2 separate regions of the Ovis aries genome follow, and region 2 is linked to region 1. The links are chromatin contacts, called in public Hi-C maps. All regions are on one chromosome and are shown on one strand. The core of a region is the stretch at or near the end of the contact, and the rest is flanking DNA. Distances in the headings are between cores, read along the strand shown.

Region 1 (7,018 bases), core at 2,708-5,207:
TGAGTTACTTTGCAGATACTGAAACCCCTTCCAGGTGAGAGAAGTTGACATGGTTAATGATGGTATACTGGTACAAGTATGTAGACCTCAGATTAGTTGACCTGAAGGTTAATTATGCTAATTTCTACTTGCATCACCATGAACCTATCAGAAGAATGTCCACAAGCTGATCACGCCCTCTTTGAACAATTACTATAAAACTCACTATCTTCTCCAAGTGGAGACACACAACTTTGAGGGCATTAGCCCACTGTGGCCCTCTTTGCTTGGCAAACTAATAAAGCTATCCTTTTCCACTTCACTCAAAACTCTGAGATTTGATTCAGCACCTGTGTGCAGAGAAGCTGAGCTTTCAGCATCACAGGGTTGGTGTCAAAATTAAAGAAGGGGGTAAAGTGCTTCACACAGTGCTAGGGAATCCTAAGGACCCAATATACATTAGCTTTTTTTTAAAAAAATTCAGTCTAGAGAAATAAAACTAAAAGATATGCATTATTGCAGTGCTAAAAGCTTGGTTAAGTGCTTTACCAAATTCATGACGAAGGTCCCTCTTGCAGGCCAGATTTTCACAATCAATAATCAGCTAATTGCTCCTTTCTCCTGTTTTATGGTTGCCTTGAAGCCTTGCGCTCTCTTATACTATAAGACCTCTGAGTTTATTAGGTTGACCTTTTTGTTCCTAAAGTGGAAACTGCTGCTAGCCTTTTTAGGGTAAGGAAAAAAAACAGATTTTTCAGTAGTTAAGAAAATAGTTTCTATTCAGAGAGCCAGATGGGGGGGAGGGGATGATAGAAAATAAAATTTTGCAGCTGGAACAAGAAGTGTTCCTATTTTGCTGTAGTGGATATGACTGTTGTACATCATGGGCAGCAGTTTGCTGAAGGGCAAAAGAGAGGGCATTGCTAGGTAATTCTTGATTCTGAGTCATGATCTCTTTAATTTCAAGCTAAAGACTTGAGTTGCTTCTTTACCTTTAGTCCCTTCAGAACTCCAGTTCTCAGTGTGCAGAACTGGAAGTGATTTTATACACACAATCACTCTCTGTGTAGTTTGCCTTCTTACATCCTCACTATACTGAAGCACCTGGATTCAGACAAGCATACCTAAAAGACAAATCCTGGTGTATGTTCTGACAAGTGTAGCCTAGCTTCACACCCCCGGCAAGTTATTTAATTAAAGGTTAGGGAACTGAAGAATTCCTGAACCTCTTTGAGACTGTTTCTCATCAGAGATAATGATACTTCTGCAGGTGGTTGCTATGAAGAGTCAATGGAGAGGGAAAGTACCTCATTAGGTATAATTCGCTACATGAAATTTAGGGCTGGTATCTGGAAAAGATGAAAACTCTAATTTGAAAAGACACATGTACCCCAATATTCATAGCAGTACAATTCACAATACCAAGACATGGAAGCAACCTAAATGTCCTTTGACAGACGAATGGATAAAGATGTGGTATATATTAATAATATCAGCCATAAAAAGGATGAAATAATGCCCTTTGCAGAAACCTAGATGGACATAGAGATTATAATGCTAAATGAAGTAAGTTAAAGATGAGTATCACATGACATCACTTATATGTGAAATCTAAAACAGTATGAACAAATGAACTTATTTAAAGAGCAGGACTAGACTACAGACACAGAAAACAAACTTATGGTTACCAAACAGGAAAGGAAGGGAGGGACAAATTGGGAATTTGGCGTTAACAGGTACACATTACTATATAAAATAGATAAACATCAAGAACCTACTGTATAGCACAGGGAACTATACTCAATACCTTGTAATAACCTATAATGGAAAATAATCTGAAAAAGTATTTGTGTGTGTGTGTGTGTGTGTGTATGACTGAATCACCTTGATGTACACCTGAAACAATGTAAGTCAACTTACTTCAATTTATTTATTTATTTTAAAATCAACTTACTTCAATTTAAGCAAAAAGAAATTTAAAGGCTCATTACTGTCAGTCCTGTTTATGTCTGTTTCCTATGGTGGTGGTCAAGCTCCCTGAAGAGCAGGCACCATGTCTATTTCATGTATATATGCTGGGCATTTAGTACAATTTCAGGAATACCAAAGACATATTTGTCAAAAAGAGGAAAGGAAGGAAGGCAGCAAGTCTGAAGAGGTGCATGGGTCCTCCGGAGGACCAACAGAAGATTTTATGTACCAACAGAAGATCCAGTGGCTCAGATATCAGAGCCTCTACCACTGGACAGTAGGGGGAGCAAACACAACAACAACAAAGATGTCATTCTGCTGTCCACATCTCTCTTTGCTTTCACTTTACTTCCTTTAACAAGTATTATCCATAGCCTTAACAACAGACATAACTCAAAGGTGAAATCAGGTCCCATCTAGACTCTACTTGTGCTTCTGCTCAGAGACTGAGATTCAAAATGGTACTAATACCGGCGTGACAAAGAAGAAAGAAATCTGGGCTGTAAATCAGGAAATCTGTGTGCTCTCCCCTCATTTATTTCTTTAGACAAATAGACACACCTTTTTCCATCAACTAGATCAAGGAGAGGGTAAGAGGAAAATCATCTACATTCACCGCTTCAATCCACTTGGAGCATCTACTAGGCTGTTAGACCTGGTTCTTGGTAAGCAACACACAGGCCCTGCTTGCTGAGAATCTGGGGAGGGAATAAAGCCTAACATGTTCTGAAAATAGGCTGTGGGGGACAGGGATGCAAAAATAAACTTCACAAATACTAATCATATGGCCACTTTTTCATATTGCATACTGTCTCAAATGACTGTCACTCCCATTTGTAGCTACCAGTGGCGAAAAAACAGTACACTTGCAGTTTTCCAGAGAGACAGCTGGTTTAGCCCAAGTTGGGACCCATGGGTACCATGAAGTGTCTTTGACCCTTGTCACCTGTAAAATCACGCAGTGCCCAGTGCTGCAGCTTCAAGGCTCTTTGCTATACTCTGCTTATACCCTGTCATTACGGCAAGGAGAGAAAGGCCAGGTTATTGGAATTTGTGCCCCAGAAGTATTTCCCAGCTTCCTTAAGAAACATGTTTTAGGTGCCCAATAAACACCATGTCTCTGACAGAGGGACCCAAAAACACACTGACTGTAGTTACAATCTGTACCTGGTGGCAGCCACAAACCTCTAATATTATTTCTCCTTTCCTACAGCCGAAAAACCAGTTTCATATACACCGATTCACTTAGGCCTCAAAACAGTCCTGTGATGCAGAAGGTAATTCATCTAGGCACAGCGGGTTACAATTCACAAACCGCGTGTCATCCCTCATCTTCATCCCTCACTGCCCGCCAATTTAATTAAAGAGGAAACTGATGCCCAGAGAGGTGAAGGTCTAGCTCTTAAGAAGCATTTCAGCCAAGGCACTTACAGAGCCGGCGAAACCGAAAACTGCGGAGCGAGCTGCGGGTGGTGAACCCTGCCTCAAGCGGCCGCGCCCACTGTCCCAGCAGCGGGAAACCGTCACTTCGCGAGGACAGCGCAGGTGCACCCAGACTCCAGGAAGTCGAGGGGTCATGTGATACGCCGGCTCCTGTCATGTGACCTCTTCCCCGGAGGCGGGGACCTGCGGCCAAGATGGCGACCTACCTGCAGTGGCGGCGCTTCGTTTTCTTCGACAAGGAGCTGGTGAAGGAGCCACAGGGCAATGATGGGGCTGCTCCCGGGGCCGCGCCTGCTTCTGGACCCGCTACTTCCAAGTTCCTTTGCCTCCCTCCTGGCATCACAGTCTGCGACTCAGGCCGAGGGAGCCTAGTCTTTGGAGATATCCTTCTTCTGGAGCTGTCCCTTTCCTCCTCGAATCCCTGAAGAGATCCAGCTGAGATGAAATCTGTCCGTCAGAAGGGTTCGTGTTACGTGCCAGTTTCCTTTAGATGGGCGCTCGGTGTTCCTTCTGTGGTCTGAGGGAAGAAAGGAGGAAGTCCATTCTCTTTAACTTGTTGCCAAATGAGTGAACAATCCTGGGCAAGTCGTTTAACCTCTCTGGACTTCAATTTCCTTATCTGCAAAAGGGGCGTAAAATAACAGTTGGGCAAGGTTTTTGTTTTTAAGGTCGATCAAAAGAACAGATGCAAGTTGATTTTAAAAGATGAATATGTAAGGTGTCATTATCTCCCCAGCCCATATTGTGGGGGAAGAGTTAAATGAAACCACGATTTCTTTTGCTTTGTTTTGTATAATGCTGCCCCTAAACTCTGGCCTTTCTACTGTTTTGAAAATGGGGGGTTTCCAGAGATGATATGTGGAAAAACCCTTGAAAAATTTAAACAGTTGTATAGGTTTTGTTTTTATTGTGCATGTGTGCTTAGTCATGCCCAGTTCGTTGCAACTCCATGAACTGCAGCCCATGCAGGCTTCTCTGTCCATGGAATTTCCCAGGCAAGAATACTGGAGCGGGTTGCCATTTCCTTCTCCAGGGCACCTTCCTGACCCAGGGTTTAAACCCCCGTCTCTTGCGTCTCCTGCATTGGCCGGTGGGTTGTTTGCTAGCTGAGCCACTGGGGTGCTGTGCTGTGTTCAGTTGTGTCTGACTCTTTGGGACCCCATGTACTGTAGTCGGCCAGGCTCCTCTGTCCATGGGGACTCTCCAGGCAAGAATACTGGAGTGGGTTGCCATGCCCTCCTCCAGGGGATCTTCCCAACCCAGGGATCGAACCCAGGTCTCCCAAATTGCAGGTGGATTCTTCGCCATCTGAGCCACCAGGGAAGCCCTGGGGGTAGTTGTTATTTCCGTTCTGGCCTAAATGTAAGAATCTCCCCTTGAAAAGGAGGCTCCTTGACTGCTCTGCACATATGGAAGGCCAGATCTGGTTCTTGCCCCGCTCCCTACAGCTTACGGGTTTCCAAGCCTACAAACTACGGGTGACACACCTGTACCAACTGAAGCAGCACAATATTCTGGCCTCTGTTGGTGAGGATGAAGAGGGCATCAACCCCCTGGTGAGTCCTAGAAAGGAAACAGGAAAGACCCAGAGGCCTGGGAATGATTATTTGTTGGAGGGTGACTAGCATTCACACATCTGAGATCTGTCCCCAGGTAAAGATCTGGAACCTGGAGAAGAGAGATGGTGGCAATCCACTCTGCACTCGAATCTTCCCTGCCATCCCGGGGACAGAACCGACTGTTGTATCTTGTTTGACTGTCCATGAAAATCTCAACTTTATGGCCATTGGTAAGAAGAAAGAAGGCAAAGCTAACACCCCATGATTCTTTATAGATTTCCTTCAGAGTTGCTTCTACAGCTCATTTTCACTGTTTTCATGAGACCATTTTGTACTGAAGTGAGGACTTTTGAGATTTTAAAGTTTGGGATGGGAAAGCATTTCATTTTGTTCTTTGAAAATAAGTCCGTGAGTTCTAATCCTCATGGTAACCACTGGAGAGGTTGGGTATGAGGAGAAAGATAGTCACTTCTAAAAAGTGCCTCTAAAGGTCTTTTTCTGCTTCCGTACCTTTTCAGCCTCAATAAAATACTGTTCCTTGCTCTCCTACAGGTTTCACAGATGGCAGTGTTACATTGAACAAAGGGGACATCACTCGGGACCGACATAGCAAGACCCAGATTTTGCACAAGGGCAACTATCCTGTTACTGGACTGGCCTTTCGCCAAGCGGGAAAGACCACTCACTTGTTTGTTGTGACAACTGAGAATGTTCAGGTATGACCAGCGCCTCCTGGTATGACTGTTGGGGCAAGTAGAAAGGTTTTTTTAATTGCTCAGTGGGCTAGGGTAAGGAACTGACAAAAGAGGTTCTTATATTTTTAATCTACAGCCTTGAATCATTTGCCTAACTTAATATTTTATTTCTTTACTTAGGAGACTGGGAAGATTTAGAGCTAGGAAGAGAACTCTTGGGTTTGTAGCAGAAGACATAAGTTTTTCTTCAAATAGGCTTGTTAAGTGACACTGGACAAATTACTTCTTTGGTTCTTGTGCTTCTAATATAACAGCTTACTCACACCAATAGATTTGTTTTCTTTTCAGCCAGAGTTTTCTGATAAAGCAGTAAAATTTTCTTACTTGCCAAATAAGTAGTGATAGTGTATACAGAGGAAGAAAATGTGGGTTCTGCTTATATATTTAGTAGATGGCTGATGGTAATGGCCCATTTAAGGGAGAAGGCAAACATCCAGGTAGTCTTGGGTGCTAAGAATTAAGAGAACCAGTATGGAGGTGGGGATACTGTTGGGAACATTTAGATGCTACCTCCTCAGAGGGAGCCTGTTAACCCCTCTCTTACTTCTCACAGTCCTACATAGTTTCTGGAAAGGACTATCCTCGTGTGGAATTGGACACCCATGGTTGTGGCCTGCGCTGCTCAGCCCTCAGCGACCCTTCTCAGGACCTGCAGTTCATAGTGGCAGGGGATGAATGTGTCTATCTGTACCAGCCTGATGAACGTGGGCCCTGCTTTGCCTTTGAGGGCCATAAACTCATCGCTCACTGGTTTAGAGGCTATCTTGTCATTGTCTCCCGTGACCGGAAGGTTTCTCCCAAGTAAGGATTCTATGGAGAAGCAAAAGGGAGTGGGCTGGGCTTGTTCCTTAGAATTAACCTGATTTCAAACTCCTAATGCCTACATCCTGTCAACCCCCTACTTTGTACTTTTTGTACAGGTGTTTACACCTAGACTCAGTTATAACTTTTTTTTTTTTTTTTTTTTGCTGAAAAGTGTGCTTTTGCTGCAGACATTTGCTGAGCAATCCTTTTGCACTAGAATGCTCCAGGGAATTTGGGACTTGGCATTGCGTTTTTAGTTACTTGGGTGAAATGAATTGGGTAGAGGAACAAGGGATTGAGTAGTAGAGAGATTGGAAAGTGCTGGGAGATGCAACACAGGGTGGGTTTTTTTTTTTCCTGAGTCATCAGAAAGTGGGACAGAATCTTCAGCGTGATGCAGGTGATCCTTGTCAGATACTAGTTTTCATTCAGTACCAGGCCTAGTGGACTCCATATACCAGGCATTAATTATTTGTTAAATCTTGGATGTTGGAATGTACTTAAGTT
Region 2 (7,018 bases), core at 3,102-5,601, 220 kb after region 1:
CGTAGCGGCCACTATGCTCCTTCTGTGCAGGATCCAAGACCAGGACCCCGTTGTCATCCGTCCTCTCTTCCTCCATCTCCCTGGTGTTGAGGTTCTGGGGGAGGACGAAGGCGTGATCAGAGCGGACCTCCAGCCACTCCTGCATGCCCGCCTCCACCCAGAACAGAGGGCCCTGCACCTGCTTGATGATGCTGAAGTGGGGCTGGGGGTTGCCATCAGCCAAACACCTGATTTCCACACGGTCCCCCTCCTTCAGCATCCCCTCAGGCTCCACTTCCAACCACACTCTCTCTGCCGGGTCTGCACAGGCAAAGGGGACAGTTCTCAGCCCAAGAGCGGCCTTTGCGCCGGGTGGGCAGATGCTCGCAGGACTCAGCCCCATTGTGAAGAGTCGGTACTCACAGAAAACAGGGACGGTGACCTCCTTAGATTCTTTCATGTGGTTCCCACTGGGCAGCCGGTAGCTGAGCTCACAGTAAAACTGGGCATCTTTGTCCTCCTTGGACACCTGTGCCTGCAGAACACTGCGCAAGGTAAACAGACCACTCGACTCCTCCGTCTGGGATGACTGGATGTGGACCCCTGGGCAGGGAGGAAGGGGAGAACGGTTCGGTGAGTCTCCGCTCCGCCTCCATCCCCACCCTGTGGCATCTTGAGTCGGGGAAGGAATGGCAGGGAGCCCTTGTAGAGGGCCACGGATCATTACGAATGCCACCTGCAACCCTTCAACCCAGCTCTTTACTGCTTGCTACCTACCCCAAACACACGTGGGCACTCATACAAGGGTGTGTGCAAATAATACTGCAGTGATTTAAAAATACAGAGAAAACACTATGGACATCTACTAACCAGAATGAATGGTCAGCTAGATCATATTATAGCTATATTATATATTACATTATAGCTCAGCCCTGTGAAATGCTGGGCAGTAGGTAAACAAACAATCAGGTAGTTCTAAACAGAGCGATCCAGCAAGATTTCCAGGACTTGTTGTCAAAAGGGAAACAAAGTATAGGGCAGGCCGTGCCATTCAGATCGGGGTTTCTCCACCTCAGCACTGAGATCTGGAGTCAGAAGTACTCTGTGCCCTGTGGGATGTTTACAGCATCCTTGGCCTCACTAACCCCCCACCAGATGCCAGTTGCATCTCGCTATTTGCAACAACCAAAAATATTTCCAGACACTGCCAAGTGTCCCAGAGGAGAGCAAGATCAGCCTTAGAAGAGAACCACTGATTTAAGTAATAAAAAACAAAACTCTATATAGTCCTAGATATATTTACATGTGTGAGTAAGGACCTAGAAATAGGCTTGAAAGAATACATACACACTGACAGCAGAGATATTTCTGGGAGGGGGGCCTGGGGCAGGAAGGAAAATTTTCCTTCTAGATTTTCTGTACAGTTTGAACCCTAATGATAATATTTTCATGGATGGCTTGTGTACTTGAAAAAAAAAAAAATACAATAGTGACTTCCCTGGCAGTCCAGTGATTAAAGACTCCATGCTCCCAACACAGGGGTCATGGGTTTCATTCCTGGTCGGGGAACTAAGATCCGGCATGCCTCACAGTGCAGTCAAAAAAAAACAAAGTAAAAGTGCAAAGCGGTCCCCATACAGTGCCACAAGCATGGCTTCTAAGGGCAGAGAGGATGACTTACGGTTCTTCTCCTCCTTCAGGGACTGGCCGTTCTTGTACCAGGTGACTTGAGGAACAGGGTACCCATTCCTTCCGACGCAGGTGGCAACCTAAGGAGGGCAGGGTGTGAGGCTTCCTAACTCTGTGACCTGGCCAAGCTGCCCCCTCTTAGCTCCTGCCTACCCGCCTCCCCCAACCCCGGGCCACCCCAGCAGACCTCACCTCCACAGGCTCCTTACTGTTCACAGAAATGCCCAAGGTATTGACCTGGATGCTTGGCTCCTCCGGAGCTTCTACAAGGGAGAGAGATGGGGAGGCATGTAGGACCACCGCTTCCCATGCCCCTCGCTGCCCACAAGGCACGGACAGGGCACTCACTGTAGACACGGAGCCGGATGCGGTGCTCCTGAGCCCGGCGCTTGCCCTGGCACGTGAAGATGCGGTCATCGTGGGGGGTGATGCCGGTCAGGACCAGAGTAGTCCCTTTGTCCTGGAGGCTGAGCCGGTTTTGGTACTCCCCAGGCTCGCTCTGGCCCTGGCCCTGACGCACACGGAAGATGGGCATCCGCTTCTCCTTGTGGACCTGAGTGGAGGCAGCAGGGCAGGGGTGAGGGTCCTGGGGCTACATGAAGGGCAGGGCCTCCCGCCCCTGCTGCCCTCTTCTGCACTCACAGAAAACCAGTCCACGTGGCTGAGGTTGCCCTGGGCGTGGGAGAGGCCACACTTCAGAAGGGCTGTGTGGCCCACTTCCACCTCCACCAGCTCGGGCTCCGGCTGCTCGGCCTCTCCGGGCACACCTGGGGGGGTCGGGGGGGTACCAGCAGCTGTGTGAGCTCCAGCTGCTCACCATGCCCTTCGCTCACACCCACTTGTAGCAGCTGTTCTCTCTGCCACTTCAGTGAGGGTTCGAAGGGCACGCTGTCCTCTCTAAGCCTCAACCACTCTGTATGACCCCCCAGCCTGGGGACTGGCCCTCTCCTGGCTCAAGGGAGCTGGGGATGGACATTTCTGGTCATTGGAGCAGAGACCCTGAGCACCAGGAACTCCCAGATGAGGCTGGCAGAGGGTGGGCCAAGAGGAAGGCCCCTTTCCTTCCAGGCCCCCTCCTCCCTGGGTGAGCTCAGAGTGAGGGAATGCAAGGCACGTGCCAGGCCCAGGCACACAGGCCCTTTTTGTCCCCACACCCAGGGTAAGACATCACTACTCTACCCTTTGCCCCCCAACGCCCCCCCCATAAGACCCCAATGGGCAACCCTGGTCAGGAGACCCCTATCTCCTACTCCATAAGCAGCATCTCTGTGAATTCCCACACTCTCAGGGGACCCCATCCTGGGAGTCTTGTGAGTACAGGAGGGGTCAGAGTCATGGAGGGGCCAGAACCTCTCCCTGGGGTCAGGGTCAGGGGTCAGGGCAAGGGCCAGGCAGTGGGCAAGAGTGACGTCAGCGGTGCCAGTGTCCTGCCCGCCCCACAAGGAGGTGATGTCACTCCATACCATCTGGTTGGACTTGGGTGCCTGGGTGGTTGCCCTGGGCTGGCTCCCATACAATGAGGGCTGTTGGAGTGGTCTTCAGCCCAGAGCAAAAGCCTCAGCTCCCTGACTCGGTTTCCCCAGCCCTAGAAGAGCGGGGCAGGGTGGGGCTGGACCTTCTGCAGCACTGGAGCCCCATGCAGCCCTTTCCCCTCCATCCCCCAGGAAGACTTTGAAGGCAGCAACCCAGGGTACCCCAGGGACATTGTTGGCATGGGCACGAAGCCATGGCATTGGGTATTGTCCAGACCTCCCCTTTCCCAGCCAGCCAGCGGCTAGAACCCGGGAAACGGAGCCAAGAGAAACGAGCGACACCACTGCGGCCATACAAGGGTAGGGTGAGCCCGGGAGCGCCCGGCTCCTAGGCAGTTTCAGAGAAAAACTCCGAGGTGCCGGGGCCCTTTTCCCACCTGAATCTGGTCCCATTCCGGGACGTGTAACAAACAAGTCTGGGGCGCTCGCACTCTGAGACTCTGCGATCCCTAGTCCCTGCCACCTGTGACCCCGTCACCCGGGTAGGGGCGAGGGGACCCATACGGCGCTCCAGTCTTTGCCAACGCCCTGGCAGGGCGGGAGCCGCCGTTCCTCCCCCTCGCGCTCACCTCTAGCCTGGCTCGAAGCCCAGGCGGGAGAGGGAGGGGTCGGTGCACCCCTCCAGCTAAGAAAACTGCGTTTTCCAGCAACAGGCGGGCGCGGAATTCAGGATTTGGGGATGCGCTGTAGCTGCCCCTCCCGCCAAGGCTCCAATCACGCTCCCCGCCCCCCGCCCCCGAGAAAGCACCTGAAGAAAAGCTCTCCCCAGAGCCCGAAGGGACTCTGCTCCACCCCTTCCCGCTGCAGGCAGCAGCCCCCTCCCCGTCTCCCGGGTCCTGCTCCCGGGATGGTCTGGAACAGAGGCTGCAAACGGGCCATAAAGAAGAGTTGTACGCGCGCAAGGCGCCGGGTGCCGGGGACCCGGAGAGGAGGAGCGCACGCCGCCGCGCAAAGCCCCGGCCCCCGCCGGGATGCGGGCTCTGCTCCCGGGCACGCTCCGCCGAAGACCGCCCCGCCGGACCGTTCGGGGTGCGAGGCCCCAGCGAGCTCACTCACCCGCGGCGCGGCGAGAGCAGCAGCAGACGGCGAGCAGGAAAGCGCAGATGAGCCCGGACCGTCCCATGCTTCCCGGCCGGAGGGCGAGAGCCAAGTGAGGGAGCTCGCGGCCGCCGGGGGCTGACGTCAGGGGGGCGGGGGAGGGGGCCCGGGCGCCCGGGCCGCCCGCCACGCCCCGCGCAGCCCACCCCCCGCCCGGCGCGCCGTAGCCCTAGGGGGCGGGCCCGGCGCCGAGATGCCCGGAGCTGCAACAGCGCGGCGCGGGGTTAGGCCGGAGCCTTCCTCCCAGCCCCCCGCTAGGGAACGGACAGGGGGCGGTGACAGGTGTCTCCGAGGCGGCTGCAGGGAGAAGCTGGCCCGGATGCTGGAGTCCCGCCGGGTCAGACCCCGCTTAGCCCCAGCCAGCCCTTGTAGCCCTGGGGGACCTCCTGGCCGAGGAGCCACTGGCAGGTCCTTAGTGTCCTTGATGGGGACCTCGCTCCCTTTTAAGCTCTTCTGCCCGCCGCCTCCTCCACTCCCCCGGACCTCTGCCCCAGAGAAATCGGGCTTCCCAGAACGGTTGCACCACTGCGGCGGCCAGCGGCCTGGCACTGCCCCCAAGTCTTGCAGTCCTGGCCGCTGTGAGGGAAGAACCCTGGGCCCAGGGCCCACAGAGCCAGAGGCATCTGTACTGGGGAGTGGAGACGGCGCGCTAAGGGTGGTCCCTTCATCCCCAGCTCCTGAAAGTCTCAGACCAGAGGAAGCAGGGAGGGGCTGAATTCACAGGCCCGAAGTTGTCACACTTGTCCCACTGAGCCTGGATCTTGAGGTTTCTGCTTCTTCTGGCTTCACTCACTGAACCCAACCTGGGACTCAGTTTCCCCTGAATGAAGAAAAGAGGGAGAAAAATGAGTTAATGGGCACAAGCTCTCCAGCTTTCTCCCCCCATACCTGTTGCTGTTGCTGAGGGTTGATGGGACCCCCTGCAGCAGGGCTCTGGCCCCCCAGCAGCTGAGGGTGGGGGGTTTGGAGGAGGAATCAGAACTGACTCCAGGCTGCCCTGCCCAAGTGGAATCTGTCCCAGCGAGGCGAGGGGACCTGCATCTCCCCTTATGTCCAATGCCTGGGTCTTCGGGCCCCTTGAACCTGAACTGAGGCTCTGGAGAGTGAGACTGATTCTTGTCTCATAGAGACAGACCCCCAGCTCCCTGGCCCTGGGAAACGGGTCCACATCAGCTGGGACCCCTCTAACTGGGATGGTCTAAAGGAGGCCTGGATTTGGAATAGAGTCCTGTCCTAGGCAGGGCAGCCTTGCCTCTGGGTGGGGGAGGAGCAGGGTGAGGCAGCAAATGGGCAGGTGACTTAGAGGATGCTCCGGGATGGCGTTTTGATGACGCCGAGATGACTCTTGAGCCACATCAGCCCTCATCTTTCAGATCCTTGCTGCTCCCCTCCTCCGTCTCCATTAATTTTCAGCCAGAGGCCATGCCAGGCAGGCCAAGCCAGGGGCTTGGAGCCCAGGGTGGGGGTGGGGGGTAAGAGAATGATGGTGCTTCCTCCTCCCCCAGAGTGAATGTATGGACTGGCCCAGGGCCCAGAACGGAATGGATGCATTTGTTTTTGTCTGCAGGGGCAGGAATGGGAATGGCTGAAGGATGCTGTTTGCCCTGGCAAGCTCAGAGCTGGGCATAGTATTCTGCTTCCCTGCCTCCACCCCCCTTCCCTTCTCTTAACACCATTAACTAATCATTCTCCTCTCTCCAGCCTGAGAGCAAAGCCAGCTAACCACCAAGGACGGTCAGTTCAGAATCCTTCTTCCGTTGTGAGAAGAGTGAAGCTAGGAGGGGGTGGTGGGGCTGCCTCTGCGGTGAAAGGGAAGTGAGGATAGAGCCCAGGGTGACCTCTGTGTCCCACACGTCCCCACCAAACTAGCAAAGAGACTGTCCTTTAGGGAAGCCAGTAGCTTAGGGTGCTCTGGGCTGCCAGGGAGTGGGTGGTAGAGGTCAGGGGGCAGACAACCTCAAGAAGGCTTCATTGAGTGGGGCCGCGCTAGGATTCCAAACCAAAGAGGTCAGGTCCTTGGAGAGGCTTCAGAGGGGACTGGAGGCAGAAGCAAGCAGAACGAGGGCAGCACAGGGTGAAGGAGCGGGAGGTGGAGGGTGTCTGAGATGGGCATCTGCAGGAAAGAGAGGAAGCAGACGGGGAAGAACTTTCAGCGAGAGAGGATGGAGGTCCAGCAGAAGGGGAGCGCCAAGGAGGCCACTGTGGGCTTTCCATCTGCAGACCCTGGTGTGCCTGGACTCGGTGGAGGTAGCCTTGCCCAGATGCAGGCCAGGATCAGCAGAGCCCCTGACCAGAGCCCTAACTTCCCTGCCTCATTTCTCTCCAGAAGGAATGGGTAGGAAGGCTGCCTTCTTCACTCCCACGGCAGACCCAGGGGGTGCAGAGGCCCTTGGTGTGTCTCTTGGGCATAAGTCTGACCACAGGTAGAGAAACTGAGGCTGCGAGGGATGGTGGCCACTGTCTGAGTCCCTCAACTCCTGTCTCTGGGGTGAGTGGGGGCTTTCATTTCATTGTACAATGTGGGACCACCCCCATCCCCCATGTGGAGGTGGAGGTAAAAAGACAAGGCTAGTCCTGCCCCGGGGGGTTAGCCCTGCTGGGGTGAGATTAAACCCAGGAGTCCTCTCTCATACTGGGTACAGTGGTCTCCCACCAGCCCCGTCCGGTGGAGGGGCCTTAACCAGGAGGATATGAGAAGGTCAGGCTGAGCAGAGGAAGGA

The links. A called contact is a pair of places that touch in the nucleus more often than the background predicts.
Region 2: a Hi-C map of liver shows a contact between it and region 1, with 5 times the contacts expected there. The contact joins the promoter of MCAM here to the promoter of HYOU1 in region 1. A contact is called at or near these places in 3 of 16 Hi-C or Micro-C datasets (blood and liver).

Annotation. Positions count from the first base shown.
Region 1 is chr15:29,378,411-29,385,428 of ARS-UI_Ramb_v3.0, forward strand. It overlaps HYOU1 (hypoxia up-regulated 1), which reads right to left and starts at 3,958. Exons shown (of 26, transcript XM_042232956.2): 1 at 3,600-3,958. VPS11 (VPS11 core subunit of CORVET and HOPS complexes) reads left to right here and starts at 3,585. Exons shown (of 16, transcript XM_060399748.1): 1 at 3,585-3,855; 2 at 4,686-4,949; 3 at 5,047-5,182; 4 at 5,505-5,668; 5 at 6,261-6,508. The coding sequence starts at 4,803.
Region 2 is chr15:29,600,851-29,607,868 of ARS-UI_Ramb_v3.0, forward strand. MCAM (melanoma cell adhesion molecule) reads right to left here and starts at 4,352. Exons shown (of 15, transcript XM_060399752.1): 1 at 4,257-4,352; 2 at 2,311-2,435; 3 at 2,017-2,221; 4 at 1,861-1,931; 5 at 1,661-1,748; 6 at 403-582; 7 at 179-300; 8 at 1-94. The coding sequence starts at 4,323.